2 separate regions of the Sus scrofa genome follow, and region 2 is linked to region 1. The links are chromatin contacts, called in public promoter capture Hi-C maps. All regions are on one chromosome and are shown on one strand. Each heading gives the region's core, a stretch centred on a gene start, on an enhancer-like site or on the middle of the called end of the contact. The rest is flanking DNA. Distances are from core to core; before and after follow the strand shown.

Evidence for each region. Promoter capture Hi-C pulls out the DNA fragments that hold promoters and counts their contacts.
Region 2: a contact with region 1 is called in a promoter capture Hi-C map of liver, with 1.8 times the contacts expected there. The contact joins the promoter of SORD here to the promoter of SHF in region 1. A contact is called at or near these places in 1 of 5 promoter capture datasets (liver), 1 of 47 Hi-C or Micro-C datasets (liver) and 1 of 2 datasets of contacts at active chromatin or transcription factors (alveolar macrophages).

The regions. Positions count from the first base shown.
Region 1 is chr1:126,545,848-126,553,356 of Sscrofa11.1, reverse strand. SHF (SH2 domain-containing adapter protein F) reads right to left here and starts at 3,621. Exons shown (of 6, transcript XM_005659642.3): 1 at 3,098-3,621. The coding sequence starts at 3,595.
Region 2 is chr1:126,697,869-126,705,377 of Sscrofa11.1, reverse strand. SORD (sorbitol dehydrogenase) reads left to right here and starts at 4,294. Exons shown (of 9, transcript NM_001244162.1): 1 at 4,294-4,515. The coding sequence starts at 4,453.

The sequences.
Region 1 (7,509 bases), core at 2,372-4,871:
GCTCGTACACCCAAACATCTGCACACAATTTCTGGAGGTTCATGAACCCCAGAAGTCTTTCCATGAGCTAAGAACAAGAGCCCTAGTTTCAATTCATACCGGGTGTCTGACTGTCTTATTGTTCAAGTCACCTCTCTGTTTTGCTCTCTCACTCTCATTCTCTATTCTCTGTCTCTGTCTTTGTCTCTCTTTCACACACACATATCTTGGCATGATGGAGGCAAAGGACACACTGTGCAGATGGTCACAGGCAGCTCAAAGCTGCTTCCAGCCGGAGCCCCTCTCCCATCCCCATCCCCCTTTCCTAATCAGATCAGGTTTTTCCTATTGAAGGCCTAAGAAAAGGGAGCAAAGCAAGGGTAGATGCAGCTCTCTAGCCCCCCTGCCAGAGCATGGTCTGTTGGCCAGACAGGGTCCAGCACCACAAGGGAGCCTTCCCACAGCCAGATGGCAAGGCCCTGCCTGCCTGGTACAGGATGCGCCTCCTGCTGCTCCCACACCTGCCATGCCAGGGCTGCCCAGATGGCCACCCTTGCACCCCTGCTAACTGCAGCCATGGGTCTCAGGGTGGGCCAGCAGCCAGAGCCCTGCATAGGGAGAAGGCTAATGGTCCTGAGCCCCAAGGCCTCTCAGGGTTCTCCCTCGCCCCCAAATCCACTAGCTCATTCCTCCTCAACGTCTCTGGTTCACCACAGAAGCATTTCTACCCATTTCACCAAACCTCACCATTCAGCACCTCTCAGAGGGTTCTGACCCACCCAACATCTGGGCTGCAGAGAGAAATGAGCCAGTCCAAGGCACAACCTGGTCCCCAGCCTCAACTTACCTCAGGAAGTTGACCCAAAAGCAACAAGCCAAGGCTGAGAGGAGGGGAAACCAAGGCCAGGAAGAAAGCAACCACATGGAACAGAAGCCCACCTGGGGACCAGGCCAGCTCACTGTCCAGAAGCCACAACTCTTTGTGAGCTTTGCAAGGATAAGGGGCCTAGGTACATAGTCTGGGCTCTCCCTAAGAAGATACTCTGAACTCTGCTCCTAAAGGGGTGGAGCTGCTCTCTGAATGGTGGGGGGCCCCAGGTCAGCATCCCTCTGCCTGCGCCAGCTCAGATGGCATCCTGGTCCTTCTCACACACACACTGAGCAACAGATTGTGTGGCTCCAAGGAAATCCTGCTGTATTACATCCTGTCCCTGAAGCTGACAAAGGAGTCATATACCTCTTAGCCCCCAAGCCACAGACCACAGAGGCAACCCAGGGGGAGGCATGGATGCCCTCCGTGAGAAGGATCTGTGGGTTTCTGCATGGTTGTGTGGGCACAGCCCCTTCCTTGGGGGGGAGGTCTCTGGGGAAATGTACAAGGGAAACTGTAGTTAAGAGAGTCTCTGACCCTCAGGTCACCCTGGCAGGACATTTTTATGCACCACTCCTCTTTATGCCAAACATTTTGTCAGGTACTTGAGAGACACAATATGAGGAAGATATGTTCCCAGTCCTGACCCAGGAGGAGCCCACAGAACTTGGTGGGCAGCCTGTTATGCCATTTCAAGACGATGCAGAGGGGAGCATTTCAAGACGATGCAGAGGGGAGGAGGCCCAGGGACAATTCAGGCCCATGTGCCAACAGGCAGTGGTCAGGGAGGAGGAGGCTAACTGGTCAATAGTAAGAACAAGGCCTGATGTTCTGTCTGCCTCACTGCCACCATCACCACACATCGCCCGCAACAGCAGGGAACAGTTAGGAAGAAGAGAAAGCAAAGGATGAGTGAAGAAAGCACAGCTTCCTTCTGTAGACTAAGGATCCTGGCCCAGGATGGGAAGCCATGCCCCACAGCAGGAACTAGGGGAAAAATAATTCACATTCCTGAGGCTACTGTTCTGACCCTGACACAATTTTCTTACCCAAGAAATCAGGCAGAACAGTGGCATGCTCTCAGCTGAAAGCCTCAACCCTGGATGGAGCCAATGGATTCAGACAGCAACTTTGCCTCCAATCAAATAAAACTGTGTTCTCTGCTGAGGAGAGGGGAGAAAGCCCCAGAGCTAAGCTCCCAGGGGTAAGTGAAGAGGGACAACAGCGCCAGGGCAGCCCACAGAGTCATAGTCTTAGAATTTAGCGCTACAGGGACCTGGAGATGGCTTTCAGCTGTCAGGGAGGGATAAGGCCACACTGGGTTGGGCAGGGGGTGGCTTCTCTAACAGGGGCCTCTAAGGCACAGTGGATGTTCTCAGGAACAGTGAATGCCCAGCCCTCCTCTCCACCCCAAGCCTGCAGATTCATGAAAAGCTGTAACCACCCTTAGAATGAACCTGGGCAAGAGGAGGCCAAGAGGAGGAGAGGAAAGGAGAAGTGGACTCAGTTGCTTAGCCCCTTATGGGCAACAGGTTCTGAGCATAGATTGTTCCCATACCTGGGGGGACAAAGAATGGGCCTGCCTGGATCTCAATGGTCAGCATCCTTGGTGAAGACCTGCATACTGCCTGTTCTGGCTTCCTGAGAACAACAGTCCACCCGGCTCCAGTGCCACTGGGCAAGGCAAAGGCCAGCTCTTGCTGTGTCCACAGAGAGAAACCCAGCCTGCGCCTCCTTCCTGGAGCTTCAGCACCTACAAAGATGCTCTGGCTTTCTTAAAAGGAAGAAAGGAGCTTTGTGCTAGCTCTGCCGCCCTGGGGTTGGGGGCGGGGGTCAGAGATCAAAGGGCAGTGAGCTGCTGCTCCCAGGGGGCAGAAAGGCCATAAAAAGGGGGAGAAGGGGAGCTCAAATTCCGTTAGAAAAAGGCTCCTTGATTAGGCTCCGGGGGCTGCGATGAGGAGAGCAGAGCCTGGGCGGGGGCGGGTGGGGGGGGAGTGTCACTAGTTCTGGGGCAGTAATAGGGGATAGAGGCAGAGTTTGGGGAGCACGTCCCAGGTAAGAAGGTCGAGAATCTGAACAAAGGTGGATGAAGGCTCCGAACCCTGGGGACCGGGACTAAAATTGTGTCCGCCAGGAACCGTGACACCGCGGGGCCCGGACCCGGCCAGGGCACCTTTGTCCCTCTCGAAAGCCCCAGACCGCTGACCACCTCTCCTCCTGGACACCTCCGCCCGGCGCGGCACTCACCCGGTCGCTGCTGGCGGGAAGTCCAGAGATCCTTTCCTCAGGAGGGGGCGCTGGGGGGCCAGGGGTCTCGACCCGAATAAGTCGGTGGGGGGGCGAGCCGTGACGCGGAGGCGGCGTGGGGCCGGGGACGGCAGGGGTGGCTAGGGCAGCGGAGCCGGACGGCCCCCCGGAATAGGGGTCTTCGAAGTCGCGCTCCTTCTGCAGTCGGTAGGCGGCCAAGATGTCCGGGGGTGGTGCGGGGGGTGCGGCCGGGGAGGGTGTAGGGGGGCGGTAGTCCGGTTCGGGGGGCGCCGGTTTGCCTCCACCTCCGCCGCCGCCCCCGCCGCGGAAGCCCAGATGCTCCCGGAGCCACTTGGCCACTCCGCCGCTGCTACCCCCTCCTGGGCCGGCTCCTGCACCCCCGGCGCCCCGGCGCGATCCCCCCGGGCCGCCCCCTGCGCTCCCCTGCGCCCGCGGCCCCGGGCCGGAGCCAGCCGGAGGAGCTCCGCTCAGTAACATGGGGCCAGCCAGACTGAACGCGGGGAGAGCAGCGGCCTGGCTGGGGGCGGGGAGGGGGCGGGGAGGGGGCGGAGCTCCACTGGCGGCTGGAGGGGGTAGGGCTCGTCAGTAACAAGGGAGGGGCGGGGTTCCGCTACCTAAAAGGGTCTACCTCCCCTGCCCCATGTAAAAGAAGGGCTGAGGCTTCCAGCCCTTGTGAATACTGGAGAAGTAAAGTGGCGACCCCGAGGGCAGGGAATGCGACCTCTGAGGATGAATCCCCCATGTGTCGCCCAAACGTGCCCCTGATGGGGGCGCACCTGTCCTTATATGTTCCCCTCCCCACCTCCCACCTCCCGCGTGACGCCGAGAGGGGAGCCCTCAGACTCCAGGGTTCTTGGCCCTCCGGAGCCTTCCGCCCCCACCTTTACCCTCCCCAAGGCCTCCCACCTGGGAAATAATATCGTAGGAGGAAAAACTGGGGTGGGGTATGAAACAGGGGCTGTTCTGTAAGATGTGTCTGTAACCACCACCTCCCGCGTGCTACCATGGGAGCCCCACCTACTGCCTCCAATCTAACTGCCCGCCCCGCCCGCACATACTCAAACCCACTCTGGGCAGATACGCCTCACGTTACAGTCAACTCCCTAGAGGCACCCACGTCTCCCGTGGGGTTTCCACACATCCTTCTCTCAGGCAAATCCCTCCCACTCACAGGCGCACCCGCGCTAAGCAGATGCCCCCTCTTCCTCCCCGCCCTAAGGGCAGTGTGCGCACAGAGAAATCCCTTCAAGTCACATCCTGGGTTTCATTGTCAATCAGATTAGTGACAGAATAAAAACAGACAAGTCAATAAATCAAGTCTAGAAACAGTTCCAATGTTGTCTATCACAAACCCCTTATCTTCCAGAGGCTGGGATGCTCAAGCAATAGGCATTTTTGTCTTAGAAATAAAGCGTTTCTCCCCAGAAACGTTGTAACCCTGAAGCTGACGCCAACATTTTCTTTTGGCTCAGTTAGAAAGCAGCTTCACCTCACCAACATCCCACTCCCACTCCCACCCCCCTTGGCACTGCCTCAGTGTCTCCCTTATTCTTAGGCTCCTATTTACCTTGTAAGGGGGCAAAGACTCAAGAGATGTCGCAAAGGGAAGAGGCCTTAAAGCTGGAGTAGAGTAAGATGTGATGGTAAAACTGAGAATCCCCTAGGATTCCCAGGGCCCTCAAAATATTCGTGGAGTTTTTGCCCTGTTCACATTCTAGTCGGTGTTACAGAACAGTGTTTTTCAAACTTTAATGTGAACACAAATCTCCTGGGGAACTTGTTAAATTGAAGTTTCAGATTCTGTAGGTCTCGCTGGGATGGGGTCCCTGTGTAGTTCTAACAGGCTCCCAGATGATACAGATACAACTGGTCCTCCCACCACACTGAGTGGAAGGGCTATAGTAGATGCTGAAACATCTGATATTGTTCCTCATTTCATGGCTTATGATAGAGGAAATACCATGTACATTGTAAAAATGTGCAGCTTAAAAAATTGACTAACAGGGAGTTCCCATTTTGGCTCGGTGGGTCCCTACTAGTATGCGTAAGGATGCGGCTTTGATCCTTGGCCTTGCTCAGTGGGTTACAAATCCCACATTGCCTCAAGCTGCAGCCAGCCATGGGTCACAGGCAGCTGGGATCTGGCGTTGCCTTGGTTATGATGTAGGCTGGCAGCTGCAGCTCCGATTTACCTGGGAACCTATGTGCCGTAGGTACAGCCCTGAAAGGCTGAAAAAAAATTGGCTAACAAAGCAATGCTGGACATAGAGATAATAAAGACTGGTCCAGAAGAATGGTCCAGTTGATCCACATTGGATGGTCTCCTCAATCACTGGGTGTCTGACAACAATAGTTACGGGCTGTAGCCAGATCTTTGAGGATTGGTGGCAAGGTACTCAATGCCGCTGTCTCACTTTCCTTATATCTGCAAAAGGCATGACAGCATGGTAATTGTCATTGAGGGTTAGGGGAAATGATGGATATGAACAGGCTTTGTAAACTGTAAAATGCTTACAATGGGTAGGTGTCAAATGAAGCCACATATTCTTAAGTAATATGGAATTAAGCTGTCAGTTCAGAGGAAAGGAATCAACCAAGTCTGCATGAAAGATGGCAGGCTTCATGGAGGGGGTTAGGCCTGAGCTGGGTAGGATTTGGACAGATAAATCAAAGGCATGAAAGGACATTACAAACCAGGAGGTCAGCATGGGTTGAGTGAAGGCATTGAGATGGGAAGCAGCATACCATAAAAAAGTGGAGGATTCAAAGTGAGGAAGAATAAGAAGTAAAGTTGGATGAGGAAGGGAGAGGATATCATAAGGGTAGAGTTTAATGATAATTAAAAAGCTGTAATACCTTATGTGCACGATGAACTTACTCTTGTTTTAAACTATTTGTTGATTTACTTTCCTCCGCTACCAGAGTGTGGGCTCCTGGAAGCAAGGGTTGTTGAGCTTGCTAGCAACCAAGGACACAGGGGTGAGGCCATGACAGCAAGGTTCCTCTGAGCCTTGAGTGCAGTTTGCCAGATGGCAAAGTCTCGAATTTAAGCATGTTAAGCATTATACCATAGACTCAGGATTCTGAAGAGAAAGCCGGGTGTTCCCATCACTTAGTGCAGAGCCTGTCATGTGGCAGGAGCTTAACAAATGTTGAAATGAATAAAGATCATTTCTCTTGTTCTTATTTTTATATAGCTAAAATTGTGGTATAAACAATTCCGTCCTTGTTTTTTTCCACTTAGCATTGCATAATTTCCCCATCTTAATTATCTAAGCTTTACTTTCTTCTAACTTTTTTTTTTCAAAAAAATTCAAAGCTACAGAAAAATTCAAAGTACATTGAAAATCTGTATACCCTTCACCTAGATTCACTACTTTCTAACATTTTGCCACATTTGTTCTATCCCCCTCTCCTTTGTTTCCTTAACCATTTGATGCAAGTTGCAGATATCATGACCCTTCAAGCTCTAAATACTTCAGCAGCCATTTCCTAAGAAAAAGGAATTCTATAGGGCCATAAGACCATTATCATAATAGTATTGTCTATTACACAGTTCATATTAATTTTTTCTTTTTTCCCCTGAATGTTTTATATATTCAGTGCTGTGGGGGTTTTTTTTGTCCTTAATCAGGATTTATCAAGCTCCCCCTGTTGCACTTGTTTAATCTCTTTAAATTTGAGCAGTTCCCCATTTTTTTCTTGCTAGTTTGTTTTCTCCTGACACTGATCATTTTAAAAGTGTCTTTGGCAATGGTCATATGGAATGTCCCACATTTTGGATCTTTCCACGGTTTCCTCGTGATTAGGTTCAGGTTAGACATTCTTGAAAAGACCAGTATATAAAGTACATAAGGAACATTGTGGACTTTGCTGTGTGTCACACTGGCAGGCTGGCCAATAGTACACTTTTGTTCTTTATTGGTGATGCTAGGCTTATCACTTGCTTAAGTTGGAATCTATCAGATTTCTCTGCTTGACAATTTAAAGTAAGTTGTGTTGTGATGTCCTTAGACCTTTAACTATTAGTTCCCAACAGTGTTTTACCCAGTGGTTTTAGCATCCATTGATGATCTGTGCTTACATTTGTTGTTACAGTGAGGAGTACAAAATGGTGACTAAATCTGTCATTCTGCATTTATTATCGACATTCCTCTGTAAAGAAGAGTTTCTCCTCCTCCTCCCTCCCCCTCCTCCTTCTCCCCTTCCCCATCCCCATGGTCTCAAAAAAGCTTTAAAAAAAAAAAAAAAAAAAAAAAGGTGTGGGAGTTCCCATCATGGCACAGTGGTTAATGACTCCGACTAGGAACCAAGAGGTTGCAGGTTCAATCCCTGGCCTTGCTCAGTGGGTTAAGGATCTGGCGTTGCCGTGAGCTGTGGTGTAGGTCGCA
Region 2 (7,509 bases), core at 3,045-5,544, 150 kb before region 1:
TCACAGATGACTTCCTTGTTGCTAAATCCCACTAAATGCTTTTTGGTTTCCACCTTGACTTTTCATCAGCATTCAACAGTTGGCCACTTCCTTCTTAAAACACTGCGTTTTCCTTTTATGGCTTCACTTATTCTGAGGATCTTTTGCAGATTCCTTTTTCTTTTACCTCATCCCTTAAAGTTGGATGCTCAGAGCTTAGACCTATGCCATCTCTTTTTTCATTCTATAGCATCTCCCTAGGTTATCTCATTTCTCTTATTGCTATAAATATAGTCTATATACCAGTGATTTCCAAATTTAGTCTAGGTTTTTTAAGCGTAGACTTTCCCAGGCCCTATATCACTTGGTCATTTCACCTGGATGTCTCATAGGCATTTCATACTTGGCCTATCCAAAATTACCTGACTGATCTTTCCACCAAATCTGCTCCTTCTCCCTCAATGCTACCGTATCAGATAATAAAATCTCATCTATCCATCATTCATCAACTAATCATGTCAGAATCTGGGAGTCTACATTTCTACCATTTTCTCTTCAATTCCTATGAGCCAATCCCTTACTTACCAAGTCCCATAGAACCTACCTCAAACATAAATCTTGGATATATCCTCTTCAGTTTGTCTTTACTGCCACCATTTGTCTAAGTCCAAGTTAGCATCCTCAGCTGACATGTGACAGTAAATTTAACTGTTTATCTCCTTGCTTCTATTCTTCTGTGCCAGCAGAACTTCCACCACTACCACCAAGCACCTCTCCTGGATAGCTCTAGAATAAAATTCCTGCTCTCTTAGTTCCTTTTCCTAACCCTTCTTAATTCTTTCTTGAGATTTTCTAATAGCAGGTATATTACTAGTTCCTTAGAGAATCCCATTGACTATTTTTTTTTTTTTTTTTTTTAGGACTGTACCCACAGCATGTGGAGGTTCCCAGGTAGGGGTTGAATCAGAGCTGTACCCCACTGAGCCAGGCCAAGGATTGAATCTGCATCCTCATGGATAGTAGTCAGATTCGTTTCTGCTGAGTCACAATGGGAACTCCTCCGTTGCTTGTTTTACTAGTTTAACTCTCTCTATTTCCAATGCAGGACCTTTGTTTTTTATTTTTGGGAGGTCTGTTTGTTTGTTTGTTTTGGCTGTACCCATAGCATGTATAAGTTCCCAGGCCAGGGACTGAACCTGCACCACAGCATCCACCCAACCCAAGCCATTGCAGTGATGCCACTGAAGTGATGCATCACAAAGGAACTCCTCTTTTTGTTTTTTGGGTATTTTTTGCCTTTTAGGGCCACACCCATGGCACATGGAGGCTACCAGGCTAGGGGTCAAATTGGAGCTGCAGCTGCCGGCCTACACCACAGTCCCCAGCAATGCAGGATCTGAGCCATCTCTGTGACCTACACCACAGCTCAAGGCAATGCCAGACCCTTAACCCACTGAGCAAGGCCAGGGATTGAACCCATGTCCTCATGGTTACTAGTCAGGTTCATTACTGCTGAGCCACAATGGGAACGCCTTCTTTTTGTTTTTGTTGTTTCTTTCTTTTGTTGTAAATAACCAGATTTGAGTAATTGAAGAGTTGATGACCAAATGGAGAAATCTGGAAATCAGAATTTTATAACTGTTCTGACCTTTGGCACACTAAGGCCCCACGGCACACTGATTTTTCTTGTTAGTACACTATGTAAAATTCCAAACCTGAAGTAACCCAGTGATAAGATGTTCCCTGGGCTAAAATCTCTGTTTTTCTAGATACGTGACCCCAGATTATATGCACCTGCATCTTGTGATTTAATATTTAAATTCCAAATAAGTTTTCACAGAAGAATTTTATCAACAACTTGTTGAAGTCGTATGTGGTAGAGAGACTGCTTAAAAGTGCTGTGCTATTTGGAAAATTAGGCAGAGGCCCAGAGAAGCTGTGCTAAGCAGACCAGCAGCAAGGGCAAGGCCACATTTTAGTCCTTTTTCAGTAAAATGCCTAAAAAGTCTGTTCCTCACCATGGTGGATGCTGGTCTCTGTTAGGAAATTATGTAGAAATGTCACAAGTTGTTTAAACACTGTAATAACAACTTGCTTTTTTATTTTTAAAATATCAGTTTCTTAAGAATCCTTATCAACTCACCCTGTTAACTTTTCTATAAAGGGCCATGGTCATAGAATACATATATATCTTTTTTTGCTTTCTTTTTGTTTTGTTTTGTTTTTTGGTTTTTTTGTTTTTGTTTTTGTGGGTTTTGTTTTGTTTTGGTTTTTGGTTTTTGGTTGTTTTTTTTTTTTTTTTTTTTTTTTTTGCTTTGCTTTCAAGGGCCGCAGGTACAGCATATGGTAATTCCAAGGCTGGTGTTGAATTGGAGCTGCAACTGCATAAAAATGCGGGATCCAAGCTGCGTCTATGACCTACACCACAGCTCACAGCAACACCAGATCCTTAAACCACTGAGCGATGCCAGGGATCGAACCTGTGTCCTCATAGATAATAGTCAGGTTTATTACTGCTGAGCCACAACAGGAACTCCCATAGAACACACACACACACAGTCTTTTTAGGGCCCAGCATATGGAGCTTCCCAAGCTAGGGGTTGATTTGGAGCTGCAGCTACCAGGCTACACGTCTGCAACCTACACCACAGCTCACGGCAATGCCAGATCCTTAACCCACGGAGCAAGGCCAGGGATCAAACCTGTGTCCTCATGGATGCTAGCCAGATTCGTTTCCACTGAGCCATGATGGAAACTCCAGGATATATTTTTAAATTTGTTTCCTAGCCTTCTAAATCTCTTGTCCCCAGCCAACAACCTTCAAGATAGTTTCAAAGTTCTACTGCTCAGGAGAAAACAAATATTTTTTGCACTCCCAGTGTGGCAGTTTTGTCATTATTTCAGTGACTTTTGCTTTGGTTCTGGTGTTCTGTTTTCTTGATTTAAAACTCAAGAAGTGTCTACTTCAAGTAGCCCTTGAGCCAGTCATGGGGCTGTCTCCATCTTCAGCTTTACTCATTGAAAAGAAATGCTGGGAAACTGTGAGGAAACCCCATAAGGCAAAGAGGGGAAGCTGAGTTTTAAATTTAGGTGCATGAGTAAAGGCAGGCAACCCCTAGTTAGTCACCTCTCCAAAGCCTGCTCAGAAGCTGAGTGCAAGAGCAGCCTGGGGAACTAGCCAAGCACAGCCAGACCTTGTGGGAGGTATCTCAAAGCAAAGAACACTACTGACTCTGTGAGTCCACCGCAAAATCCATCCCATTGTTTTGTTATACCTTGTAATACCACCCCCTCCTTCCCCTTTTGTCATTATTGGCATTCCAGAGCTTGATTCATGTCATCATCAATTTTTTTTCTTTTATTTTGAATTTAAGAAATGAGGCCTTAGCCTCAGTGGGCTTCCAATGGTTTTGTGGAAGAGATAATCACTAGTGAAAGTACAGGCTGTGTCCCTTATGTGGGGCATACAATAAGTACCACACTGAGACATCTTCAGGGGGAGAGATGCTGGGAAAAGTCTCCTGGTAGAGGTAAGAGGATCTGGTGGAGTGTCTGGGGAAGGGGTAGAGGCTGTAGATAATGAAATCCCTACACTGTCTTCAAAATCCTTAAAGAAGGGAGGGGCCTTTATAGACATGCTTTTCAAGAGGGCAGTTCTCTCCCCTTTAGAGTAAAACTTCAAAACTTTGCTGTTTCTTGAAGGGGAGAGAGACTTGAAGGAAGAATTTGGACAGAAATCCTGCTTGTAATATTAGAAGCAGAGCTGGTTAAGAGAAAGAGGCTCACATATTTCATTTCACAGCTTCTTTGCACTGATGCATCGGGCCCATGGAATGATGCACAAATTCATTCATTCACTTCTTCTGGTGCTAGGCACTTTGCTGGATGCTGGGGACACCAGGCTAGTTGCACGCTCTGTCAGTGCAACACCTCTTCCCCAGTTGTAGATGTGCCCTACCTGCAGCCTAAGCATTCTTAATGCTAATAATACAGACCCTCAGGCCTCAGCTTAGACTAGATTTACTATATCAAAATTTCAGTGCTTGTCTTGAGAAACTGCCCCATACTGCCTACCCCCCCCCCCCCCTTCTGCAGCTGAAGTTTGAGAACACTCGTCTGTGGAGCTGTTACCTCCGCAGGTTACTTTCAGGGCAGATTTGTCTGCTTGGAGGTGAGGCAAACAGTGTGCTGCCAACGGAGCTAGGTTAAGTCGGTCTTTGCTGCCCCTCCCTTCCCTTCCCTACCCCCTCCCCACCCCACAGGCTGATCCTGGGAGGGAGCAGAGCAGCCCCGCCCCTCCACGCTAGCCCCGCCTCGGCTGTCGGGGACTAGGAAGCCCCGCCCCTCGCTGGCCGCGAGCTCTTAGTCAAATCCCGGCCTCTGGCCCCTCACCCCTAACCCGAGACCGGGCTGCCAACCGATTCACCTCGCGACCTGCGGACCGCAACCTCGACCTGAGAAAGAAAGAGCGACATGGCGGCGGCCAAGCCCGAGAACCTCTCCCTGGTGGTGCACGGACCTGGAGACCTGCGCCTGGTAAAACTGGAATGGGAGTGGAGAATCTAGCCTGCCCCTGTCTTACTCGCCTGCAAGCCAAAACGCGGTCTCAGGTCATCAGTTCCAGCGTGGTGCGGGCCCCATTCTGCACGCCCTGGACGACCAGATCCGAGCTGGTTACCATGTTGGGGGGAGGGGGAGGGTTGGCGGTGGCCGAGGGTTCCACGGTGCTAAGAGCAGGGTTTTTGTCGCGTGCTTCCTGGAAACTAGCCACGTGGCCAGAGCCCGGACAGTTGCAAAATGATTGAAGCCTCCTCTCTCTTTTGCCAGCTGCAGATTCATAGTACAAGCCTCTTGTCGTTGCGCTTTGCAGGAGAGGCTGCCTGACTTAGGACATGCTGTGAATTTCTCCACTGGGCAGACAGTGCAGGAAAGAAAGGGAAGCCAGAGAGACACTTAAAAGCTGTGGAACTTGTATTTAATCTCTCTTGCTTGGGGCTGATAAAGCCTCCTTTGTAGGATTATCGTGATCAGCAGAGTACCCAGCACTTAATAGATACTCAGAAGTGCCAGCTCCTGGGAGTGTTTTTGTGTTAATGATCCAGACAGTGTCACTGCAGCGGCCGGTCTGGTTCAGTCCCTGGCCCAGGGATTTAAACAAGTCCTGGGTATGGCCAGAAAAAAAAAAAGAAGAAGAAGAAGTGCCAGCTCCTTCCTCTTTTCCTGCTAGCAAAGGCGTCCATCTCCAGGACTCTTGGTGTTCCCTATACCTGTGCCATCTCCACCACTCTACTACTTTATTCCTTACTTCCCTGAGTCCATGTCTAGTTCACCTTGCAGCCATTTTCCTTCCTGATCCTGCTCCCCTCTCCCTTTAAGAGCATTATGTATGTGTCTGCTCCACCCTGGACTCTGCCTCTGCTCCCTGGCTCCTGAGGCCAAAGTTTGGGAGCTGAAGAATCAGCTCTGTGGTTGTGCCAGGGCTCTCTTGACAAATCCATCTCAGATGGGCCTGGGTAGTATTATGTGGGATGGTTGCTAGCCATATCTGCTATTCCCTAGCACTTCCTCCCCCTTCTAGATTGGAGAGACTCAGAAAATTATCCAGATTAGCAGTTCTTGATTACTTGAGAATCTGTAGTCTCTCTCCCCATAGATGCAAACAGATTGAGTTAGGCAGTAATTTCAGAATTTATGAACTTCCTTTAAGCCCCTTCTCCAAAGACCCTTTAGAGGTCTGTGAATCCCAGGCGAAGAACTGCCCAGAGCCATTTCCTCAGTTGGAAAAAGTGCCATCCCCAAGGTGACAACTTAATTAACAGAGCCCAGAAAAGAACCCAGAGGTTCAGATTCCTGTTCATTGAAGTGCTCTTTCTACTCCCTTGGAGCCTCCACCCAAAGTCCTAAATTCAAGTGACACTGTTAGTGCTTCTTGCTACAAACTCTACATGGTATTAAAAAGGAAAAGGGGTACAGCTATATTCGGCTTACAGAGTGACTTCAAACTCAGTCCTGCATTCCACAAACATTTCCTAGATGCAAGGCTGGGTGCCTGCCATGTGCCAAGCACTGGGTTGGGGACCCAGAGAAGACACAGCCCCTACCCCCAGTCTGCTCTAGGAAGTCAGACAGATGAAGTAAACCATAAGACTGTGTGAGGACTTTGATAGATGCCACAGAGTAAAAGCCTCACAGGAGGAGCCTTTGGCCCAGGTCAGAGGCCCAAGAGGAGATGAATGACACTGAGCTGGAGGGAAACTAGGGGTCTTTCAGGAACATGGACGAGCAAGTGCAAAGAAAAGTGAAGTACAAGATTGCAGGTCCTGGTTACTGGCCCTGTAAATAGTGTATTAGTAGTGAATAGTGTTTTATTAGTGATTTTGTGACCACAGTAGGCTGTGGTCACTTGGGCCAACCAGGAACATGGTCTTCTGATAAAAAATTGTTGTTGTCTCAAGAACTCATGTGAAGGGAGATGTCTGGAGAAAAGCCCATATCTTAAATCTGAAGCAGGATTCTGAAGCAGCAAATGAGGGCTCAGTTCTGCCCAGTGCTGCCATACTGTTTCAGACACCAACCAGTAGCCAGAGCAGTGGTTCTGTGGGAAAATGTGACCTGGGCCACTTGAAACTTGTCCCCTACCTGCCAGGAAGGAAACCTGACACCCAGCCTTCCTTCTACCTGCCTTTGGAGAAGGCAGGATTCCCTTTTCTTCAAGCTATGGCTGCAGGGAAGAAAAAATTAAACTCCTTCACTGCTAGGTAACTAGTGATCATCAGCAAGGGAGGAGCCTTGGCAAATCCAGTGCTCCTTGGCCTGAGGACTTGAGCCTGAACAGTGGTTTGGGCTCTTGGGCGTTTGTAAGTTGGGTGGTAAATAAGAGAGTGGGAGTGTGTGTACAAATATATATACTGAAGGACTGATGGTTTCCTTATATCATTCCTTACAAAGAAGACTTAAGGATGTTCACTCTTACACCCCTCCCCACTCCCACCTTTTTTTTTTTTTTTTTCTTTTTTTAGGGCCGCACCCTTGGCATATGGAGGTTCCCAGGCTAGGGGTCTAATTGGACCTACAGCTGCCGGCCTGTGCCACAGCCACAGCAACACCAGATCCGAGCCGTGTCTGTGATCTACACCTCAGCTCATAGCAATGCCAGATCCTTAACCCACTTGAGTGAGGCCAAGGATCAAACCCATAACCTCATAGTTCGTAGTCGAATTCCCGCCATGGCACAGCGGAAACTCCTCCCCACTCCCATTTTAAGTAGACAACGTGTAGACTTTACAGGAGCAGTGGGAGTGATGACATTCTATCAGCAAAACAGTGTCAGCTTGTTGAGATCCTCTTCAAATGGAAACAGTAATGACGTCACAAGCCAGGTTGGGGCCAGAGTGGGATTTAGCCCCACTCTACTGCTTCTACAACTTGCCAATTTCCACTTCATTTTCCTTTCTGTGTAATAGAGGATGATAGTAGTACTCACATCTGAGTTGTGTGAGGATTAGATGGTATGTTAGAGGAAGAAATTCT